Linked DNA regions of Mus musculus: region 1 is linked to region 2. A link is a contact called in public HiChIP or PLAC-seq data. All regions are on one chromosome and are shown on one strand. Each heading gives the region's core, a stretch centred on a gene start, on an enhancer-like site or on the middle of the called end of the contact. The rest is flanking DNA. Distances are from core to core; before and after follow the strand shown. Region 1 overlaps Gm36518 (a long non-coding RNA gene). Region 2 overlaps Phactr4 (phosphatase and actin regulator 4).

Region 1 (4,690 bases), core at 88-2,587, 540 kb after region 2:
AATTCTTCACCTTCATCCCCTAGACATTTACTGAGTGATCAATCCACGCCAGGCACTGTACCAGGCGCTAAGGACCCCACCGCACAAGGAACCTACTTCCTGCCTACTTGCAGCTCAGAGTGAATCCACGAGGCCCCCTCTTCCTTCCTGTTCGCCTTCTCTTCACCCCCATTTGTTTCGATAACCCCTACCCTTGTCTGTCTTCACGGGTTTTGATTATTACGTTCACACAGCACCAGACGACATGATGACACACAGCAGCGGCAGGGCCACGTGACATCTGTCTCTTTTAGAATTGTCTCTGGCAGTGGCCTTCAGACAGACACACCACTGAGTCATGGCCCTGCTGCAGGGTTGCAGCCTGACAAGTTCCTTGCGTTTTTAGGGTCCCAAATCTGCTTTCTTTAAAGCCAGGAGGTTTCCTCTGCTAATGCGATTGGCTTTTTATAAGGCTTTGTTTTGTTTTGTTTGTTTTTGGTTTTCGAGACAAGCTTTCTCTATGTAGCCCTGGCTATCCTGAAATTCACTCTGTAGATCAGGCTGGCCTCAAACTCGAAGAGATATGCTAGCTACCTCCTGAGTGCTGGGATTGAATGGGGTATACCACTACTACCCAGTTATGAGATTTTGTTTTTAAGTGTGTGCATGTGTGCGGTTTAGAAAAGTTATAGTTCCAGACAGTTGTTAACTCCCTGATGTGAGGTCTAGGAACTTAACGGGTCCCCTGGAAGACCAGGGAGCTCTTGTAACCAAGAAGTCATCTCTCCAGCCCCCTGGGCTTCCTCTTCTAAAGTGTCTGCTGAGCAAACGCACACGCTCTGTAACCCCTGGCCTTCTCAGATCCTCTTGCTTCAGAGCAGAGTTTATTTTGGGGAAAAGCCATCTTGTAGTGCCAACTTTGGTGACTAAAGTGGGGTTGGTGCTGGGCAGTGCCATGTTTGGTCACAAAGGGGGTGACTAGAAACTAACAGAGAATGCTTTTTACTCTGGAGCTACATCTTAAGACGAGCCCCAAATTAGACCTCAGTGACTCTGGGCTCCATCCCAAGTATAAAATAGAATAAAATAAATTCAGACCCCGGTTTCTGACTGTCTTGCTGTAAGACAATGTCAAGGTCATCTCTGGTCCTCAGGTTTCTCGTCTGTCAAATGGTGCTAAAGGAGTCTCATCCAGACCAAGAGTGTCATTCCCAAGTGTGGACGTTAGAGGATGTGTCTTTGTTTTTAGCTTGAAGGTTTAAAGATGGGTGTGTGCCAGGGAGGCAGGAAGAGGGCGGAGCTGGAGCTGCAGGTCACTGTGAGTCACTAAATGGAACTCTGTCTGCTGGAAGAGCAGCAACTGCTGAGCCGTCTCTCCAGCACCTTGCAGTCAAGTTCTTGCTGTGCTGACCAGGCTGCCCTTGAACTCCTCGGCTCAACAATTCGGCCGCAGGCTCCTCCAGCACTTGACTACAGGCATACCATGTCAGCTGACTTAGTCCTGACCTTTCATCAAATCCCTTTATCTAGGGAGTTTCCTTCCAGGCCCTGGTACCCTTTAACAGTCAGCCCCTCCTAAGGCTGGCGCCACAATCTCATGGTGCAGTGTACGAACATGACCACCAGGTGGCACTGTAGTCCCGGGCTAGACTTCATCAGCCCTCATTATCCTTGAGCTGCTCCGCAATTACTAAAAGCCCTCCCTGGGGCAGTCTCCACCACAGTCTTCCGAGACTGAAATGAATGGACCTCGGCTTCTGCTCTGCAGCAGGAAGCCTGGACGCTGGAGTGATCATTCCCAGGGTCTCTGAAGGACCTTCCTCCTGCTCTCCTTCCCAAACCCCTAGTTCCACAATTCAGGACCCTCTCTGCCATCAGGTCTGTCTTCAAGTTCACAGCCTATGCACCTCCCACCCCCACCCCCCGACAGAGCCATAAGGTTTTAGAGGAGAAAGAGAGAAACACGCCACCGCCACCCAGGCTTCTTGGCTGGCGGTACAGGGAAATGCTGAGAACCGGGCGTTACTAAGCTGACCTGGAAAGGGGCCTGGGCCAGCAGCAGCGGAGGTTGCTGAAGCAGAAGAGGCCTGTGGCTTCCTGTGAAGAACTGAGGAGCCACGTCCTTTAAGCAGATGGCTGGGGGGAGGGGTGGAAGACTAGGACGCCCAGGCCTCCCGGTGAGGAGAGGGAAGGGTCCCAGGAAGGCAGGCGAAGAGGCCAGGGAGAGCGTTCTCTTGCCTTTCAGCCTCTGCCATCTCCTAAGATAGACAGGCAGGACAAACAGCGTCATTAATGTGAAGCTACCCGGAAGAGACAGGGGCAGGAACAGGTCTGTCTGCTCATACAGACAGCAAGTCCAAGCACCTAGCCACAAGTACCCAGGTTTCAGTGCCTGACCTCAGAAACTCAGATAGAGAAACCCAGCCCCAAGTTCTCGGCCTCAAAACCCCAGCTTGTTCCCAACTGCATGCACCCACTGTGCAAGCAGAAGACGTAATGCCCTGTCAGAGGCTGTGGGGGTGGGAGTGGGGCGGAGGAGCGGGGAGAGGAGAGGGGAGGGGAGGGCTGGTGAGCTCCCGGACACAAGAACACGGGACACGCGATTCGATCCAGATCCAGAGGTTCTTTATCGGAACAAACAAATGATTCCAGATGGAAGCTTTGCCGCAATCCTTACAGGATCTGTTTACTGAGCTGACTCGTCCCTGTAGCCAGCACCAAGGAAGTGCCAGGCTGGTCATGCAAATAACCACACAGCCCAAGCTGGGCGACTTGGCTGCCTTTGCCCTACGCATACAGGCATACAGCTTGTTTGTCCAGGGTTGTGTCTCCTGTCACACCTATGGAGAAGCCTGCGTCCTTAACAAGGTCAGGGACAGAGAACTCTGCTGGAACCTTTCCTGAGCAGAGAGCAGGGGGGCTGCCACTCCTGACACAACACGGCTGTGTCACAAAGTCTGTGTGTGTGTGTGTGTGTGTGTGTGTGTGTCTGGGCCTCTGCCTCACCACTGTCTCGCTCCTCTGGAGGTCAGAGCACAGCTCACAGGAGCTCATTCCCTCCTACTATGGTTTGGTCACCCGTGTCTTTACCCACTGAGCCATCCTACCTGCCGGAGCAGGAACTCTGCGTCAACAGGGGGCTCAGCTTTCAGCATCCACCTCTGCCAGAAGCACCCCAGATCCTAACCCAGAGAAAGAGGGGAGAGTGTTTTCAGTCCTCCGGGAGTCCACAGTCTCTTCTCTGAACCTCCCACCCCAAGCTAGTGTCTCTTACAGGCCTCTCCTCTTAAAGTACGGGTGCCTTCAGGCAGATGGGCCCAAGCCACATGCCTTGTTTCTCACTACCACAGTGCTCTTCCTGGAACCACTTGGAGGCATCAAAAATACTGGTACCTGTTCTTACTACAGAGGTTGCTGTCTAATAAGTCTCAGGTACAGCTTGGGCTTTGGAATTAAAAACAAAGACAAGCAAAGCAACTGTCCAGGTGGTTATAGTGCACAGACAGGTATTGGTACCACTGCCTTACCATATCACTATTTTTATGCACAAGAAGTAAGGAAGCCCGGTGGTGGCACAGGCCTTTTAATCCCAGCACTTAGGAGGCAGAGGCAGGCGGATCTCTGTGAGTTTGAAGCCAGCCTGATCTACAGAGGGACTTCCAAGACAGTCAGTGTCACACACAGAGACATCCTGTCTCCAAAAGAAGAAGAGGAAGAGGAAGGGGAGGAAAAGACCAGTAAGGAAATAGGAGCCCTGGTGACACTAAGAAGCAGGCCTGAGCACCAGCCGTGACTATCAGTCTCTCACCTCAGAACTGATCTCCCAGTCCTCACATCCAGCTTCCTGCACATGTTAACCCTCACAGCAGTCCTCCGGGGTATTCTTGGGCGTTCCACCAAAGCACAGAGAGGTTAATCAGCTTTCCTAAGGCAGATAAGCAGCATTTGCTCCCAGAAAGCCTAGAACAGTTCCTTGAAACTGAAGGGGCTCCATAAGTCCTGTCTGATTTCCACTGCCATGCCAGGCAACTGTAATGTCCTCTGACTACCCACCTGCCTCACCCACCATCAACCGTTCAGCCTATAGACCATGTCTTCTAAGTATTGTTGTTGCTGTTGTATTATAGTTCAGGGAATGAAACGCTAGACAGGCCTGCTACTGGCGAGCTATGACCTCAGTCCTAGTATATACTTTGTATATAACGCAGATCTATTCACATTCACCCATATGCTTTCCCTGTCATCTAGCTGGCCACCCTCAAGCATGGAAGACACTTGTAAGGTCCTCCTAGTAGGTCCCCTGTGTCTATTTTTTTTAAAGATTTACTTATTTTTATTTATATGAGTACACTTACACACCATAGCTATATTCAGACACACCAGAAGAGCAGTCAGTGCTGTTAACCGCTGAGCCATCGTCCTTCCAGCCCCCCAGTGTCTATTCTTGGTAGAAAGATGTAGGTGATGTCATGGGACACCCCTGCAAGCCCAGTGCTCAGGGTTCACAGAGGACCTCAGGATTCAGAGTTTGAAGTCAGACTGGGTCATGCAGTGCAACCTTGTGTCCTAACAAATAAAAGAAAAACAAAAGCCAGAGCTAGGCGATGACTGAAGTCAGTAAAGTGCTTGCCACACAAGCATAAGACTGACGATGAGTTTGATCTTCTAGACCCACGTACAACAGCCCAGTGTGACACTCTGTACCTGCAAC
Region 2 (5,015 bases), core at 950-3,449:
TCAGGGCAAAGAGCGTGAGCAATGGAGGCAGGAGAAACCTGTGCCGACCATGAAACATTCTATCATTGCAATGATCATGAGAGCGGCGGCTAGGAAACTCACCTGGGGGAGGTGGTGACACATCCATACCAAATTTTGAAAAATGTAGCTGGACGTGATGACGCAGACCTTGAATCTCAGCACCCAGGAGGCAGAAGCAAGCAAATCTTTGCAAATTTGAGGCAAGCCTGGTCTACAAAGTGAGTTCCAGGACAGGCAGAGCTACATAGTGAGACCGTGTCTCAAAAAAAAAAAAAAAAAAAAAAAAAAAAACACCCTATTTGGGGTGTGGGAATCATATATATTCATATATATGGTAAAAATCCACGTTCCATTTTCTGCACAGGAGGATTGTAAAGAGTACAGAAAAGAACAGAAATGCTAAGTTCTTTATGTGACAGAAGTGAAGAATTAGGGATCACGTTGTTTCAGGTCAAATCAGACAAAAAAGCATGAGGGCATGTCTGTGCATGGAGATGATTACCCATAGATTACAGGAGTAAATCAAGAGACATACCTAGAGTTTACTGAGCAGCTAGCCTAGTGGATATGGGGACCTCTGAGTTCAGTAGGAGACTACGTCTCAAAAAATAAGACAGAGAGCAACAAGCTGGGATACTGTAGTGCGCATGTGCCTTTAATCCCAGCACTGGGCAAGCAGAAGCATGCAGGTCTCTCAGCTCAAGGCTAACCTGGTCTACAGGAGTTCTAGGACAGACAGAGCTACACAGAGAAACCCTGTCTCAAAGCAACAACAAAGGATGGAGGGCAACAGATGAATAAACCTGATGTCCGCCTCTGGCACCTGCATGCACACACCACACACGAGACGAGCGTGGCAGAGCAGAGAAGAGATACATACAGTGAGGACTCATGTACCCCCGTGTGAGCCTACATCTGTACCCAATGTATACTTGCACTTGGGTGCTCACACACACACAAGAACACATGCATTTATATATACACCACATACACAGACCAAAAAATCATGTGAGCTACTACACAAGTGACTAAAATTATTGTTAAAGTCCCTTCCTGTTAAGCCAATAATTTAATCAATTCAATATTCTGCTAAGGGAACAAAAAGGCTCCAGGAAGGCTGGTCAGGTGTGCCACTGTGCACTTTTTATAATGAATCAAAAGGAATGCTTGCCAAATAAGGAAAAAAAATCAAGTGCATTTTGATATTAATGAACCTCACTGGCCACCAATTATTTTATACTCTATTGTTTTTTTCATGTGCAGAATGTAGTTGGTTTTTGTAATTATAATAAAAGAGATTGGGTGGGTAGGTGGGTGCACACCCTCATAGAAGCAGAAGGAGGGGGGATGGGATGGGGGCTTCTGGAGGGGGGAATTGGGAAAGGGAATAACATTTGAAATGCAAATAAATAAAATATCGAATTAAAAAAAGAGAAATTGCTAGGCAGTGGTAGTGCATGCCTTTAGTCCCAGCACTTGGGAGGCAGAGGCAGGTGGATTTCTGAGTTCGAGGCCAGCCTGGTCTACAAAGTGAGTTCCAGGACAGCCAAGGCTACACAGAGAAACCCTGTCTCGAAAAACCAAGAAGAAGAAGAAAGAAGAAGAAGGAGGAGGAGAAAGAGGAGAAGGAGGAGGGGAAGGAGGAGGAGGAGAAGAAGAAGTAGAAGAAGAAGGAGGAGGAGGAGGAGAAGAAGAAAAAATAATTAAGAAGCCTTAGTCTTTTAATGAGAAAAATCAAAGCCTTATAAAATCACATGGAAGAGCCAACTGAATTCTATTAAGGAACCCAGAGATGTCAATGATGTATAGAAACCAGGCAGACAGAACGGAGGACCCACAGCTGGATTTTGCAATGGGCTGAATGTTTCTTAACAGTAGCAGTCAGTGCTGGTGACTCAAAGGGATGACGAATTATGGCTGCTCCATCTTCCTTCTCTCTCTTTCATAACGCTTTACAATTCAGTTGGCTCACAAACTGTCTCCAAGTAAAGGAGACAGGAAATCTGTGCAGAACTGGCCCTCAGTCACGTATCTGTGGATACAGTAACTGAGAATAGCCATGGCACCTGAAAAAGTTACTCAGGAACTTCTAGCAAGGATTCAGGTTAAGGGGCATTCCTTTCCGGCTCATATGCAGAAGAATCCAGCCTTTATCCTCCTCTAAATAAAAAGTCTGAGTAATGAACACCTGGCACCACAGTGAGTCAACAGTAATTCCTGCAAAATAATTGAGGATGACTATGTAAATGTTGTTTCTATCAAACTCACTCCAGCTGGTAATTCAAGTGCACTGTGCTGATTTCATGTATAAAACAGCCCTCCCTTCAAAACCTTCAATTTTTAGAACCACAGAAAGTATAGGGGGTATATAATTAAAACTTTCCAGGCTGGAGAGATGGCTCATCGGTTAAGAGCACTGATTGCTCTTCCAGCGGTCCTGAGTTCAATTCCCAGCAACCACATGGTGGCTCACAACCATCTGTAATGGGATCCAATGCCCTCTTCTGATGTATCTGATGACAGCTACAGTGTCCTCATATAAAATAAATAAACCTTTAAAAATGTTTTTTTCCATAGAGCTTTTAAAATCAAAGAGGAAATTACATTTTACACTACACACACCTTTGCTTCTAAGTTTCATTTTAAAACCAGAACCAAATGCATGCGTGCCTTAGGAAAAGAGCCTAGTAAATCAGAGGAACGTTCAGGCAGCACGCACCTATGCTTATCTGTCTATGCTAAAGCATCCAGTACAATTCTATTTTGACTTTTCTGAAAAGCTTTATGAGTGCTGTGGGTAAATATGAATCCTGAAAAACAGAACCTTCCACGAAACAAGCTTGGTGATTGTCACTTCAACCTGAGAGCTATTTCTTTTCATGAAGAATCCTTAAATGAAGCATGGTCCCACTGGGGTGGTGATGTAGGACTGTCAGTCCCAGCAGTGCAGAGGCTGAGGCCAGGGGATTGCCCTGAGTCTGAGGCTAGTGTAAGCGACAAAGTGAGACTCTATCTCAAAAACTATATCAAACAGATAGCCAGTGGGTTCATATCTTTAATTCCAGTACTCAGGAGGCAGAGGCAGGCAGATCACTGTGATTTCAAGGCCTATACAGTTCCAAGATAGCCAGGGCTACACAGAGAAATCCTGTCTCAAAAAGTCAAAATAAAATAAAATAAAATAAATAAATATATAGAAAATAAACAGGATCCAGTAACCATTAAACACTAGACTCATATTCCCTGTTCCCCGGCTTAGACGCCAAGAACCTAAAGGTACCTAAAATCTAAGGAAGAGCCATGTGGTATTTAATCAGCACTGTGAACTTGACTGGACAGAGTCACCATGGAAACCCACCTCAGGCTTTACTTAGAAGGTATTTCCAGAAGGTTTAACTAAGGCTGGCAAATGGTTTACTACATAAGCCTAGAGACCTGATTTTCACCTCTAGAAGCTACATCAAGGTGTAGAAAAAGAACCAACTCCACAAAGTTGTCCCATGACTGCCACGTGGGTGCTGTGGCATACACATTCGCACAGTACACTAAATAAACAAATAAAGAAATGTTAGAAAGGTCGTTTAACTTAGGAGAAGACTCACACTATGAGCTAATGTCTTGAAGTGAAGAAAAAGTAGAAAGCGGACTGGTGAGGTAGCTCAGCAGTAAAGGCACACTGCTGCTAAGCCTAACAACCTGTGTTCAATGCCCAGGTCCCACACGGGAAGGAGAGGAAAGCCTCCAAGCTCTTCTGACCACCAGAGACACATACCTGAGATGCACACACACTCACATAAGAAAAAAAGGAAGCTGGGCAGTAGTTGGCACACACCTTTAATCTCCGGACTCCGGAGGCAGAGGCAGGTGGATCTCTGAGTTCAAGGCCAGCCTGTTCTACAAAATGAGTTCTAGGACAGCCAAGGCTGCATAGAAAAATATTGTCTCCAAAAAACAAAAAACAAACAAACGAACAAACACTCTTAATTTAACTTTATTTTATATACATTGGTGTGAGGGTATCAGATCCCCTGGAACTGGAGTTACAGATAGCTGTGAGCTACCATGTGGGTACTGGGAACTGAACCTGGGTCCTCTGGAAGAACAGCCAGCGCTCTAAACCGCTGAGCCTCCTCCCCAGCTCCGCACATTTGTTTAAAGTGGAAGGAAGCGCCAGGCAGGATGATTAACACCTTTAATTGCCACACTCAGAAGGCAGGGGCAGACCTGGGAATTTGGGGCTAGCCTGGTCTACACAGGGAGTTCCTGGACAACCGAGACCATGCCTTCTTGAAAACCAGAGCAGCAGCACTCATCCTTCCCTGTTCCCAGCTGAGATGCCAGACAACCGCTTCCTTCTCCACGACCAGGCCCTCTCGCCCAGCAGGGCAGACCCCACTGAAACTGTGACAAAAGCCAATCCTTCCTCCTTAAGGTGCTGCCTTGGTCACAAGAAGAACAATTACCACTAAAAACAAATCTGTTATGCTGGGTTGCAGTGGTGTGGGAAGAGTAAAGGCAATGGGCTACTGAACTACTCCTTTTTTCTTTTTTTTAAAAGGCTTATTTATTATATGTAAGTACACTGTAGCTGTCTTCAGACACACCGGAAGAGGGCATCAGATCCCATTACAGATGGTTGTGAGCCACCATGTGGTTGCTGGGAATTGAACTCAGGACCTCTGGAAGAACAGTCAGTGCTCTTAACCACTGAGCCATCTCTCCAGCCCCACTGTCTATTTTTTTAATACTTTAACTTGAGATTTGTAGGTTTGCATGCATGCTCTCAGGGAGGATAATGCGTGTTTGGCTCAGAGCTCAGCTGGTTCTTAAGCCATCGCTCTAACCCATCCTTTCTTCTTCTTCAAGACAAGGTGTAACATCTCTCAGGCTGTCCTCAGAGTACCCAAGAAACTGAGGCTGGCCTTTCACAGCTCAGTCGCATGGTCTGAGAGCAGACCCACAGGTCCCGAGTACCCCAGGCAGGCAGACTGTCT

The links. HiChIP or PLAC-seq counts read pairs in DNA pulled down with a chosen protein or histone mark.
Region 1: a contact with region 2 is called in a FOXA1 HiChIP or PLAC-seq map of pancreatic cancer cells. The contact joins two enhancer-like sites.

The regions. Positions count from the first base shown.
Region 1 is chr4:132,944,099-132,948,788 of GRCm38.p6, forward strand. Gm36518 (a long non-coding RNA gene) reads right to left here. Exons shown (of 5, transcript XR_881471.1): 5 at 4,324-4,545. Among named protein-coding and RNA genes, the nearest start is that of Gm36518, 14 kb to the right of the region's middle. Within about 2 kb of position 1,338, at least 276 of the 459 cell types and tissues checked have an H3K27ac peak or open chromatin away from gene starts, as enhancers often do. A contact at or near this core is called in pancreatic cancer cells, where this site is marked.
Region 2 is chr4:132,401,307-132,406,321 of GRCm38.p6, forward strand. All of the region lies in intron 2 of Phactr4 (phosphatase and actin regulator 4), which reads right to left. Among named protein-coding and RNA genes, the nearest start is that of Phactr4, 19 kb to the right of the region's middle. Within about 2 kb of position 2,200, at least 59 of the 459 cell types and tissues checked have an H3K27ac peak or open chromatin away from gene starts, as enhancers often do. A contact at or near this core is called in pancreatic cancer cells, where this site is marked.